Linked DNA regions of Mus musculus: region 1 is linked to region 2. The links are chromatin contacts, called in public HiChIP or PLAC-seq maps. All regions are on one chromosome and are shown on one strand. The core of a region is the stretch at or near the end of the contact, and the rest is flanking DNA. Distances in the headings are between cores, read along the strand shown. Region 1 holds the start of Wbp1l (WW domain binding protein 1 like). Region 2 holds the start of Mfsd13a (major facilitator superfamily domain containing 13a).

Region 1 (6,788 bases), core at 390-2,889, 240 kb before region 2:
GTAAACCCACAGAGACACAATGCAGGCTAGTGGGTGTCGCCAAGGGCCAGGGCTGGGGGTGGGGGAGGGGTGGAAACAGGCAGTAACTGGTTAATATGGATCATTCTTGGGGATGATTCAACTGTTTTGGAAGTAGATAGCCGTGGTGGTTGCACAACCATGGAGCGCCACAGTGATTCACTTTAGAACTGTTGGTTTTGTTCTGTGACTTTCAGCTCACTTGAAAAAAAAAAAATCTTATCAAATCACAGAGCTCGGCAGAGGATCAAGAGTTCAAGCCCTGCCTGACCTACATTGCAAGATCCTGTCTCAAACAAAACAAAACTCAATTATTTTGGGGTTTTGGGTGTTTTTCTTGTTTTGTTTCTTGAAGAGGATATTCGGGAGAAAAATAAGATACGTATGTGAAAGGGCTGCCCTTGAGCTCTAAGGGGAAAGGTAAGAATTCTGCTAACAATTTCTGCTCTTCAGCGTGATGTGACGTGCTAAGCTGCACAGGCTGTCCCTGTGCCTGTGGAAAACAGACAATGATGGGAAGAAAGGGGAGAAACCAAAGGAAACGATAGAAGCTTTGCCAGATTTAACAGGGGAGGGGTGATTCCCCCTACAGCACCCCACCCAATCTGGCACCAAGAGTAACGCTTCAATTAGGGTTTCGAAACGCCAGCCCAAGCTAGAATCAGCATAAGCAGGCATCTCGGCCCTGGACTCAGGAAGAGCAAGCCACCCAGCAAGAAAAGCTAGGGTGCTCCACTTGCTGCCGATATTGGCATCGGAACCACCCTCTGCTCAAAAGCCCTGAGCTGGCTCGCTCGGATCAGCACTAGTGACTTCTTCCCAGGACAGCTAGCCTAACAGCACGGTTTTCTCACACTCAAATGTGCCCCTCCTCCTGAGGGGTTACTACTTCATCCCTACTATCTCCCAAGAACCTTACCTCCAGCAACAGCCCACCAACGTACTATGCCTTACAGCATTAAAAATAAGAGTCAGGATGCCCTCAGAACTTTTCCTTTGTCCAGCCTGAAATAAATACCATGCTGAGCCCTCCTCCCTCTGGGGCCAGTGCAGTAACCTGGGATCCCAGCACACACTGGTGTGCACACAGTCTCTGGCTCCGGACTCTACTGCGGAGCAGAAATAGGGCCCACGGGCGCCAGTGTGCGGCGATCTCCGCGAAGAGTCCTCCAGAGCACCTACCATAACTACCCTCTCAAAGGACCCTCAAGTCGCCTGGCACCATTGCCTCTGCCACCTTCTTGACATCCAACTCGTCACAGGTGTCCCTCAGCTAAACATCAACACCCCCACCCTTCACCTGGTCCACCTTAGCCATGGGCTTCCCTCCCGAAAACACTCAACTCCTTGCAAACAAACCTCTTTGAGACCCCCCTCCAACCAGGCCTCGACCGCCCCAGACCCCCAAGCTAGCCCAGAAGCCCTCCCCTTACCTGCGGGGGCTCAGCCCTCACTGACAGGGGGCTGGGCAGCGCCTGGAGGAGCAGGAGCGCCATGCCACCCAGGAGCCTTCTCCTCTCCATCCCCCTCCTGCTCCTGCTCCTCCGCCACGGCGCCGCCACCCCTCCTCCTCCCTCTCTTCTTCCCTCTGCTTCCTCCTTCCCTTCTTTTCCTGTTTCGCTCTGCCCTCCCGCTTCCGGCTCGGCTCCACCCCGCCCCAGGCAAAGGGCCCGCCCAGATGCAGGGGAGGGTCTCCAGCTCCCGCGCCTCATTGGCTCCTACTTTCTGTCCATTGGTCAAAAGAACTGTGAGTCAAATACCAGTCCCAGCCACCCTCGTGCTAGGTGATTTGGCCAATGAAAAGTGGGAGGAAGCTGGGCCATCTTGAATGCTGCGAGGTGCAGAAAAGTGCAGAGCGCCCCGCCCCGCAGAGAGTGGCGGAAGTAACAGGAGCTAGGGACACGACCACCCGGATGCATTGAAAAGGTTTACAGTATTTCAGTCATTTTGAGTGTGGCGGAAATGTTATGTTCCCACAGTTAAGTGGAGGTAAAAGAAAGAAAGAAAAAAAAAAGTGGTGAGGTATAATGATTCTAAAGCGTGCTTCCAACTGCAGTCTATAAGCCTTTGGTGCTTTTTGTATTAAAATAAGTAGAGGTAAAAGAAAGAAAGAAAAAAAAGTAGTGAGATATAATGATTCTAAAGCGTGCTTCCAACTGCAGTCTATAAGCCTTTGGTGCTTTTTGTATTAAATTACAGGAAGCCCTATTATCAGGATCCTTTTTCCAAGCTCACTACCCAAGCAGCAGCTTTGAGTCATTTGAGTCCCCTATTAAATAGCACCTCTCTTAGCGATAGTGCTCTGCTACCCCCAAGTTTCAAGGACAAAACTCTTCAGACCCTACTCAGAAATAGCTCTGAGACCCACCAATCATTGCTTCATCCATGTTATCTTCCGGCTAAATGAAAATGGCTTCCCTTTGCCCCTCCACACACCGCAAGGACAATACTAGTCCACACAAACCCACACATCACCATGTAGCTGCTTCAATTTGAGAATTCTTGTCCAACAGGGCAGGAGGATGTATCACTCTGTGGTAAATGGCTTGCATGGGCAAGGCCCTGAGTTCAGACCCTGGTATGGGCCATAAGGAACAGAGAAAGGGAAGAGATAGAGGGAGGAAGAGAGGGAAAAAGAAAGAAAAAATTACACTTCAATTAGTTACAGGATGTACTTGGCTAGTTTTTGATGTAGGGTCTCTTCCTGTTGTCCATACAAGCCAGAAACTAGGTAACTCAGGCTGTCCTCAAAGTTGTGTTAGTAGTTCCCATGCAAAGCCCTCCTGCTCATTATAACTGCTGTTCAACACCTTACAGGCCAACTCAACTAAATGGATAAGGGTTTGGCAGCGGGTGGGGGTGTGGCTGCTGCCGAACCGACCTTGGCTTTCTAGGAGGGACAGTGAAAGTGTTCTGGATTACAGTAGTGACAACTGTAGCACTTTGTGACTGGACTGAACGTTACTAAACCATACAATTTAAAGGGCTGGATTTGGCTAGGTGTGGAGGTGCATAGCTGTAATCTCAGCACTCACGACTGCATAGCCTGAGCTTCATCGAAAGGAAAATACCAATTTCATGCTGTCTGAGTTCCATTTTACTGTCTAAGTGGGTGTGGGGTTAAATCACAGCTGGGATCTCGGCACTCGAAGTCCTTTGGTACAACTGTGTGGTGTCAGATGAATGCTGGCAGCGTTATATCCTCGGGCTCCATCTCAGACCTACAGAACCGGAAGCTGGGATGAGCCTTTCCACCTGTTTTCACAACATCTTCGGATGACCATAGTGCACATTTTCCCCCTTTGAGGCAGGGCTGGAATATACTATGTAGAGCAGGGTAGACTCAGACTCATGAAGATCCAGCTGCCTCTGCTTCCAAAGTGCTGGGATTGATGGCATGTCCCATAGGCCTAGTATCTATTTCTAAAAGTCACAGTTGCGGGATAGGGGAGGCGTGTTAAAAGTCTACGGGACACATGCACAGCTTCTATCACATATTCTAGGTTTTCTTTTAATAGCCCATTAAGAAACGTAAAAATAAATTTTTGTTCCTAAGTGCACAAAAAAGAAAAAAACCAAACAAACAAACCCAGAGAGCAGGCAGATTTGACTATGTATGGCTCGCCAATTCCAGCCCTAAGACAATGTATAATCTACGCCGGGAGACCTGTGGAGCACCGACAAGGGTCGGTGGGTTCTTCTCCATTATTAAGGAAATCAGACAGGTTCCCTTACAGTTGTGACATCCTCTGGCATGCCAAGGCCAAAGTCAGACCATAGAACCTGCTTTCCATCAGGGGTTAGTAGCTTAGTTTGCAGACAGTGTTTCATGTTCTTTCAAATAGTTTATTCAATTCATAATGGTGCGTTTGAACAGAATCAGCAAATCTTGCCAGACAAAACTCATTACACACTGACCCCAGGTAAGCCAGTCCCCCAGGGAACTAAAGTGGCCCTTTGTGCCCTCCTTAGGCTTGTTGGCCCTGGTGGACTTCCTGTCTGAGGTGTCCAAGTGAGGCTCCACATCCCACCAGCACTCAGCAATCTTTGGTATGTGACCTAACAGGCAGAGGGAAGGAAGGCAGCAGGAAATCATCCCACTCACAGTGAGGGACTTGACTTGTAAAACAGAGAAGGCAATGAGAGAAGAGACCTCTCAGCTAAAGGTCCCAGAAGTGGATTTGGACATGATATTAAGACAGAATAGTCATTTTTCCAAGGCGCAGAGCTTGATGCCCCACATAACCTCCGTAAAATGGTGGTTTGCCCTACACTTTCATTTTCCTTGTCTTTTCAAGACAGGGTTTCTCTGTGTAGTCCTGGCTGGCCAGGAACTCACTCTGTAGACCAGGCTGGCCTCGATCTCAGAGATCCGCCTGCCTCTGCCCAGAGGGTACAGGATTAAAGGTGCTGCCCTGCATCTCTCCTACATGTTTTTAAGGCTGTAGTCCTGGTGAATTCCCACTCAGAGGTGTCCCAGCCCTCTTTGGTATGAGACCTAATGGGCCAAGGAAAGGAACTATTTGTCCATGGGTTTTGTTTTTGTTTTGTGTTTGTGTTTGTTTTTGTCTTTTTTAGTACAAATAACTCCAAGGACTTGAAAAACTCAAATCTAGAAGCATTCCCAATGGGATAGCCCAGTCAGGGCATCATGGGGAAGAGTAGAGATGAGTCCCCAAGAAGATTCACATAGCTCCTTTATCTCTCCCTGGATAAGGAGCTGGAAAGAGGGCTCAGCAGGTAAGAGCTGCCGCTGCTCTTCAAAAGGACCAGGGTTTGACCGCAGGCTGGCTCACAGTAGTAACTCCAGTTTCAGATGATCTGACATGCTCTCTGACCTCTGTGGGCACGGCATGCAGAGACATGCATGGGAGCAAAACACCCACCCATAAAAATGTTTTAAAAAATGATAAAAAGCTTTTTTTTTTAAGAATCGCAAGGGTAAATGTTTCTCTTGCTTAGGAAGGAGGAAGCAAGCCGGGCGTGGTGGCGCACACCTTTAATCCCAGCACTCGGGAGGCAGAGGCAGGTGGATTTCTGAGTTCGGGGCCAGTCTGGTCTACAGAGTGAGTTCCAGGACAGCCAGGGCTATCCCCCCCCCCCCAAAAAAGGAGGAAGCAGGAGAAGAGGAAGAGATTAGTGTATCCTCTGTCCTGACTGGACAAGGATCACTCGATTTCTAAATATCCTAAACTGTGTGAGCACCTCCCATACACCAGCAACCTCTGCTGAGAAGACCTCTGCTTCTGGTCCCAAGGGTCAGGGGGCAAGGACAAAGCAGGCAAAATACCTTGTTCTTGTTCCCTCCCTCTATTTTTTGAGTAAGTCTCTAGCTCAGGCTATCCTGGAATTCCCCATGTAGCTAAGGTTACCTTTGAACTTTTTGGGTTTGGTGTTGTTGTTGTTGTTGATTTGTTTTGGTGGTTTTTTGTTTTTTGTTTTTTGGTTTTTTTTTTTGAGAAAAGATTTCTCTGTGTAGCCCTGGCTATCCTGGAATTAGCTCTGTAGACCAGCTGGCCTCACACTCAGAAATCAGCCTGCCTCTGCCTCCTGAATCTAAAGATGTGTGCCACCACTATCTGTCAACTTTTGAACTTCTAATCCTCCTGCCACCACCTCTTAAGTACAGGGATCACAAGCATATAAAATTATGCCTGAATCGTACGGCACAAAGAATTGAATCAGCTTTGTGAATGCCAGGCAAACGCTCCCAACCAAGCTACATCCCCAACCACCTTGATCCCCTTTTGAATTTTGCCCTCTGGAATCCAATAAATTAGGTGCTTATATAGAAGCAGGAACCATCTTCCCACCCAAATTGAGGCTATTCTATTCCCCATCTAGCCTGGCTTTCAGACCTTATTGCAAAGAGGAATGTAGACACAGGTATGCACAGCTGCCAGGGAAAAGCTGGTCCACGCGGTGTACCGATTGGTCCTTGCAGGCACGGAGCACTTAGAGACCCTTATTAAAGTAGACAAAGAGGACTTGTTCTCCATACTTGGCCTTGATGGTGTCCCGTAGCTCTGGCTCTAGATAGGAAACTGATAATTCACTGAAAAGGAAACCAGAAGGAGGTTATGAGGATACTACTAAGACACTAGCAACTTACCCTGCGAAACAAGCCCACTCATGTCACCTAGTTAGCATTAACGATCAACTTGACATGGCCTAGAGTCACTTGAAAAGAGTCTCAACTGAGTAACTGTCTTCATCAAGGTGATCTGTAGGCATGTCTTGGTTATTGGCTGATGTGGGAGTACCCAGGTCGGGCGACACCATTCCCCAGGCAGGCGGCCTTGGGCTCTGAGAAAGCAAAGTATGAACCTGCATGAACAAGTCACTAAGCACCATGCCTCCATGGCTTCTGCCTCAAGCTCCTGTTTGAGTTCCTGCCTTGCTGCCCTGCCCTGCCCTGCCGCAGATAACCAGCCAAATAAATCCTGCCTCCCCTAGGGAGTTATCTCCCTGAAAGACTTCACACCGTTCTACAGGATAAGACCGAGCCTGCTTGGAGGTCCTTGGCCTTCTAAACTGTGCTGTCACTTCAGGACCCTTGATGGGCCGCTGCATCTTTGTCCCTTTTCCCAATGTACCCACATTGAATAAAATCTCTTCTGCTTTCCACAAACAAAACAACAAAAACAACAAAAACGAGGTTGGAGAGATGGCTTCCAGAGGACGCTAATCCAAATCCCAGCAGCCATGTCAGGCAGCTCAAACCCGCCCTTAACTCAGTTTCAAGGGACCCAAGGCCCTCTTCTGGCTGT
Region 2 (6,366 bases), core at 1,535-4,034:
GCTTATGCATGGATATCCTTAAATGCAAACATGTATGTACACACACATGATATAAATACACCAAAAATATACATTTAAAAAAAATCAGTTAGGGACTCCTCTGACTAATCTATAAGTCTTTGTTGTAGACAAGGGCTGGCTGGCTTCAAACTTGCGGCAATCCTCCTGCCTCTCCGGTGCTGGAATTACAGGTGTATGCCACCACATTGCAATATTCACCATGGATGCCTCTCAGACCTTCCTATGTGTCACCCTCCCAATTCTGTTTTAAATGCCACCTCCACACTTCCATTCACGCGCTGCCTTCCAACCCGAAGTCTGGCTGTGACTGTGTGCTGGCTCTGAGACCTTCAGGACAGGCCTGGCTTCCACATCCACGGCTGTGAACCCTTCACAGTGCATTTCCTATTCCCATCTACAGTCTATAGACGCAAGCAAAGCCCGGAGATCAGGTAAATAACTGGCCCACAGTCGCAAGCTATGAGGTGCTGGAACCAAGAAGTTCTTTTTTTTTTAAACAAATGTTCCCAACAGGTAGTAGCCTATGAAAAACCTCATGGGAATTTTTCTTTATGGTCATGTCCACAGCAAATGAGAAACTGCACTCTAAAAGCCTTGGTAATGACCATTAACCAAGACGTTCTAAACAGGTTCTGGCTACAAACCTTGGCACCTCTCATTTCACCATGCACCCACTTCCACAATCTTTTTGCTTTGAGACAGGGTCTCTCTGTGCAGTCCTAGCTGTCCTGGAACTCACTCTGTAGACCAGGCTGGCCTCAAACTCAGAAATCCGCCTGCCTCTGCCTCCCAAGTGCTGGGATCAAAGGCGTGCGCCACCACTGCCCGGCTCCACTTCCACAATCTTATGAAATCTTGCTCCCTCAAAGCCCTCGCCAGGGTCCTCATACCCCCCAGGTTCGCCCAATCAGGTATTGTCTACCTTTTCCAGTCCCCCTGCATCCTGGGAATGAGTGCTTTCTCTATTTCCCTCCAGCTCAAGAGCCCAAGAACAAGGCTAGGCCACTCCTCCTGCAGATCCCTCCCCCAAGCCTCTGCTCAACACCTGCTGAGTCCATTGTCCCCCAAGGCCAATGTGGGTGTCCTCTGCCTTACAAAGGGCAGTCACAGGAAAACAAACACCCACAGCCCACTCTAGGTGCTCTGATTGGCTGTGGGGTTTGGAGAAGCAGTAGCAACCTCGAACCCTATAGCAAACCTGTGCATTGAGGCTGCAGATGTACGAGGGCAGTGTTGGTAAAAGCCAGCAGTAAGTTACAACCCTTTCACCCAGGACACAGTACCAAGCTAAGAAAACAAGGGCAGAATGTGACCCAGGTAGTAGTAAAAGGGGCCAGACTAAAAAGGGAGTTTGTAAGCCTCCACCAAGCTTCTATCAAGATGGAAGACACCCGCTGAGGGTAGGAGACACAAAAGCATTTCTCTCTTGAGGAGCCCTTCGGAGATACTTCAAGATCCTTCTCCTAGCAGTCCACTCTCCAAGGTTTCTGGGAGATTAACAACAGGAAAGATTGGCCAACCGCAGCAACCTCTGGTGACAGAGTACAATTGAGGGAGGAAACCAAGGAGTAACCGGCTGGGCCCGGAAGGAAGACTATCAGGAGGAGGAGGGTAGGCGGTTCCCACTCCCTTCAGGAGGGAGCCTGTAGAGACCACAGAGGGGAAAAACTACTAAGTAATACTGTATGTATCAGCAGTGCTTGGGTCAAGGATGAACGCTATCCTCACGTAGCCACAAAACTTGTTCCCACGTCTGTGGAAAAAGCAAATCTGTTTGCTGCCTGTCCTGCCAGTATCGAATGAGCAGGTGGAATTTCAAGTCATAATAACAAAGCAAATACTAGGCGTGTCATTTTCTCAGCAAGCTGCTGACTGGATTGTTAGCTGTTTCACTCCCTGGTCAGTCTCCGCAGAATGAAGGAGCCCGCAGGAGAGTTGTTGAAGGAGCCCGACTCTCTCCCGCGAGTTAACAGGTTCACCCTCCTCGGATGGAAAATGGAGTTTTCACCCATTGCCAGAGGGACTTTCTCGGTCCTTCACAGGATTTTATGGTGGCACGAAAGTGTCAGAGCCGACTCACCTCAGAATCGCTGGCCACTTCTAAGTCTCTGAGGAATTAACTGGGAATCAACCCAGGAGCTTTCTACTCAGAAACACGTGTAGTGGTTTTCATTTCGTTTGCACATTACCTGAAGAGCTAGCTATTCTAGAACACCTAGGCTCGGACCTCGCTCAGACCTCTAAAATTGGGATCTCTGGAGGTGATGCCCAGCATCTTTTAAACTATCCAGTGGTTCTACTCTGCTACCAGGTTTAAGGGCCACTAGGTCAATGAGTGAATCCCGGCCTGAACCATTGCATCCATGAACTCAGATTCCTCAAGGAGCAACCTGGACGGTGCATCCCCTTTTCTTACCCCAACAGAGACCTTCAGCGGGGATTCTACACTTGCCCCTTGGTCCCAATTCCTCCTGACCCCAGAATTTTCCAATCCATAATCTGGCACCTTAAGGAACCGCGCAAAGTGTCCCAATGACTCAAACAGCGCAACGCATTCCCGCCCCACCCTCGGGCTGGTCCTTTGTATCAGATCAGCCCCGGGGTCCGGCCCGCTCCTCCGGGACCGGAGAGGTCCTGGGCCGTGGGCCAGCAGCTCACCGCAATCCTGGCAGACGATGCCTAATTCCGCGGCAGCGGGGGAGCCAGGTGCCAGCCAGTGCGCCTGCGCGCTAGCAGCCTTGGGCTTCCCCAGTCTCTCCCTCCGCCCCTTCCCAGCTATTGGCTCCGCACGGCTCTCCCGATAGCAGCTCGGGCAGGTGACCGCGCCTGAGGCTGTCGCTGCCATGTTTGTAATGGGCTATTTCCCTTAGGGACCCAAAAGAAAACGGGCATCAGGCAACAGGGGCAGGTTGCCTGGATTCCTGAAGTACTTATCTCCTCTCTCTTACCTCCACGAAAACTGTCATTTCAGCTCAAAGCAAGTTCCTCTTGGGGACTCTCCCTTCTCTTCCCCGATCCTAATTTCAGAAGATGAGAATTTAGCAGAGACTACCTACGGCTGGATTGTGAGCCTGCGAGTGCAAAGTCCAGCTTGAGCTGTGGGCATGAGGAATCAAAGGAATGGAGAGCCAGGGCAGGAGATGGTAGACACAGGCACTTGGCCATTAACCCACAACCCATGCTGCCCGACTTCTTTGTAGTGGTAGTAATAAGAATTAGAAGACGAAGCCGGGCGTGGTGGCGCATGCCTTTAATCCTAGCACTTGGGAGGCAGAGGCAGGCGGATTTCTGAGTTGGAGGCCATCTTGTCTACAGAGTGAGTTCCAGGACAGCCAGGGCTACACAAAGAAACCCTGTCTCGAAAAACCTAAAAAAAAAAAAAAAAAAAAAAAAAAAAACAAGAATTAGAAGAGGAAGTAATGCCTGATTGTGCCTTTCTGAAATTCCTGTTGTTGTTGTTGTTGTTGTTGTTGTTGTTGTTGTTGTTGTGGTGGTGGTGGTGGTGTTGTTTTACGAGACAGGGTTTCTCCATGTGGCTCTAGCTCTTCTGGAACTCACTATGTAGACCAGGCTGGCCTCGAACTCCCAAAGATCTGATAATTTCCACCTTCTGAGTGCCGAGGTTAAAGGCATAGTCTGTAATTCTTGCTACATAGAAGGCTAGCCTGTGCTGAATACAGAGTGAATTAAGGGCAATCCGGGCACTTTAAACCCTATCTCAAACTAAAAACAAAAACAGGGCTGGCGATACACACACATAAAAGAACTGCTCAGCCACCTACTATTATGTACTTTGCAGGATAGGTGCACCGTTCCAAATGCCTCTTCCTCAAATTATACATGGGAAGTAGATGCTATTATTTCCACTTACAGATGAAAATAACCACTGGGTGCTGGTGGCGGCTGCACATACCTTTAGTCTTGGCACTGGGAAGGCAGAGACAGGTGAATTTCTGCTTTCAAGGCCAGCCTGATCTACAAAGCAAGTCCCAGGAAAGGTAGGGCATACAGAGAAATCCCATCTCAAAAACCAACCAACCAAACAACCAACCAAGCAAAAACCCTGAAGTTCAGAGAAACAGTCAATGAATTGTTTCTGTTTTTCGAGACAGTGTTTCTCTCTTTAACAGCACTAGCTGCCCTAGAACTCATTTTCTAGTCCAGATTGGTCTTGAACTCACAGAGATCTTCATGCCTCTGCCTCCTAAGGGCTGGGATTAAAGATGTGCACCACCGTGCCCAGCCTTCAACAAATTTCATACAACCAGATGCCCAACCAGGTTAGACCAGACTTCTCTGGAGTCTCAGAGGAGTCCTTCCTCTTCCACACTTACTAGACCTTTAAAATCAAGTCTGTATGGCTCAGTCCAGTTTCTAAGCAATCAAATAGGACCCGCTGCTATCTGTTTGGTTTCCCTACTGTGTTGGTTTGTATATGCTCGGCCCAGGGAGTGGCACTATTAGAAGGTGTGGCCCTGTTGGAGCAGGTGTGTCACTATGGATGTGGGCTGTAAGACCCTCTTCCTAGCTGCCTGGAAGTCAATATTCTGCTAGCAGCCTTCAGATGAAGGTGAAGAACTCTCAGCTCCTCCTGCACCATGCCTGCCTGGTGATAATGGAATGAACTTCTGAACCTGTAACCCAGCCCCAATTAAATGATGTCCTTTTAAGAGTTGCCTTGGTCATGGTATCTGTTCACAGCAGTAAAACCCTAAAACACCTACCCTGAGATATAAGGCAAGGAGTGCCTCTTTTGACTTTTCTGCCAAGGGACCTTCTTTTTGTTGAAACTGCTCCATTGCTTATGGGGATTTTGTAGGCATACAGGGAGAACTAGAGCTGAACATGACGAAGCCCATCTGTAGTCCAGGCACTTGGGAGCTGAAGGCAGTGTAAAAGAAAGAAAGAAAGAAAGAAAGAAAGAAAGAAAGAAAGAAAGAAGAGAGAGAGAGAGAGAGAGAGAGAGAGAGAGAGAGAGAGAGAGAGAGAGAGAAAGAAAGAAAGAAAGAAAGAAAGAAAGAAAGAAAGAAAAGAAAGCAGGGGACTAGAAATGTAGGTAGGTTTGGAAGGGTTCTCACTGAGCATACCTGAGCCTCAGGGTCAATCCCTATGTTGGGTAAAGTGCCTATGGTTGTGGCTGTCCCTGTAGTCACAGCGCTTGGTGGACCGAAGCATCAGGATCAGCTCAAGGCCATCATTGGCTACAGAGTTTCAGGAGCTCGGGAGACTGTTTCCAAGCCGCTGGGGAACGTGCTAGAGGTTAGGCACTACTGACCCTTATGCCTTTTTGTTGCTGGCAACTTTTTGTGCAGCAGAAACATTGTCCCCTTTTTACTTTGCAACAACATAGCAATGGGTTCATCACAGCAAACCGTTGGTCCCATAGGACCCTGTTCAACCCAGTCCTAGAGAGCCTTCGGGGATCCCACAGCACTGTCCCAGACACCCACATTATCCTAGCTTTTCCCCTTCCTCTCCTCCTTCAAGCCCTCCTCTACCCTTCTATGGCCCCTGTTCTGGAATAACCCCATCCAAGTATATAAAAACATGTTTCAGCCAGGTGTGGTGGCACACGTCTTTAATCCCAGCACTCGGGAGGCAGAGGCAGGCGGATTTCTGAGTTCCAGGCCAGCCTGGTCTACAAGTGAGTTCCAGGACAGCCAGGGCTACACAGAGAAACCCTGACTGGGGGGAGGGGGGTATGTTTCAGGGTGCTTTGAGATGAAAGAAAAACAAACGAACAGATACAAGATTGCAGAGTGAAATTTATTCCAGGACTTACATACATGAAGAACAGCACCAATACTGCTGTATCCATCCAGTGAGTGTGTGTATACTAGTTAGGACAAGAGTCGCTTTCCTGCTCTTTCTTTCTTCTTTCTTGTTTTGTTTTTTCTTGAGACAGAGTTTCTCTGTGTGGCCCTGGCTATCCTGAAACTTGCTTTGTAGACCAGGCTGTGCTTAAACTCAGAAATCTGCCTGCCTCTGTCTCCCGAGTGCTGGGACTAAAGGCAGGTGCCAACCATGCCCCGCTCCTTAAAACTGTTTTTTCTATTTATTATTGTATGAGTATTTTGCCTGCATGTATGTGTGCCATGTTGATGCCTAGTGCCCACAGAAGACAGAAGAGGGCATCAGATCACATGGGACAGAAGTGACAATTGTGAGCCACTACATTGGTGCTGGGAGTTGAACTGGGATCCTCTGCAAGAGCAAATATTCTTTGACCACTAGACCAAGTCTCCAGCACGCGTGCACACACATACAAACACAATTGATCTTTAGCACTAGAGTCTAGCACATCACTAGCACCAGGGTCTGGTTGTAAAGCGCTACATGCCACTA

What was found. HiChIP or PLAC-seq counts read pairs in DNA pulled down with a chosen protein or histone mark.
Region 1: an H3K27ac HiChIP or PLAC-seq map of embryonic stem cells shows a contact between it and region 2, with 7 read pairs. The contact joins the promoter of Wbp1l here to the promoter of Mfsd13a in region 2. A contact is called at or near these places in 5 of 39 promoter capture datasets (the HPC-7 cell line, the SN4741 cell line, cranial neural crest and 2 more), 3 of 115 datasets of contacts at active chromatin or transcription factors (bone marrow-derived macrophages, embryonic stem cells and pancreatic cancer cells) and 3 of 9 other capture datasets (adipose tissue, liver and pancreatic islet).

What each region holds. Positions count from the first base shown.
Region 1 is chr19:46,593,957-46,600,744 of GRCm38.p6, reverse strand. Wbp1l (WW domain binding protein 1 like) reads right to left here and starts at 1,639. Exons shown (of 5, transcript NM_001177812.1): 1 at 1,452-1,639. The coding sequence starts at 1,541. Sfxn2 (sideroflexin 2) reads right to left here. Exons shown (of 12, transcript NM_053196.3): 12 at 3,844-6,073. The coding sequence ends at 5,974.
Region 2 is chr19:46,353,298-46,359,663 of GRCm38.p6, reverse strand. It overlaps Mfsd13a (major facilitator superfamily domain containing 13a), which reads right to left and starts at 2,784. Exons shown (of 9, transcript NM_029186.2): 1 at 2,680-2,784. It also overlaps the pseudogene Gm24610.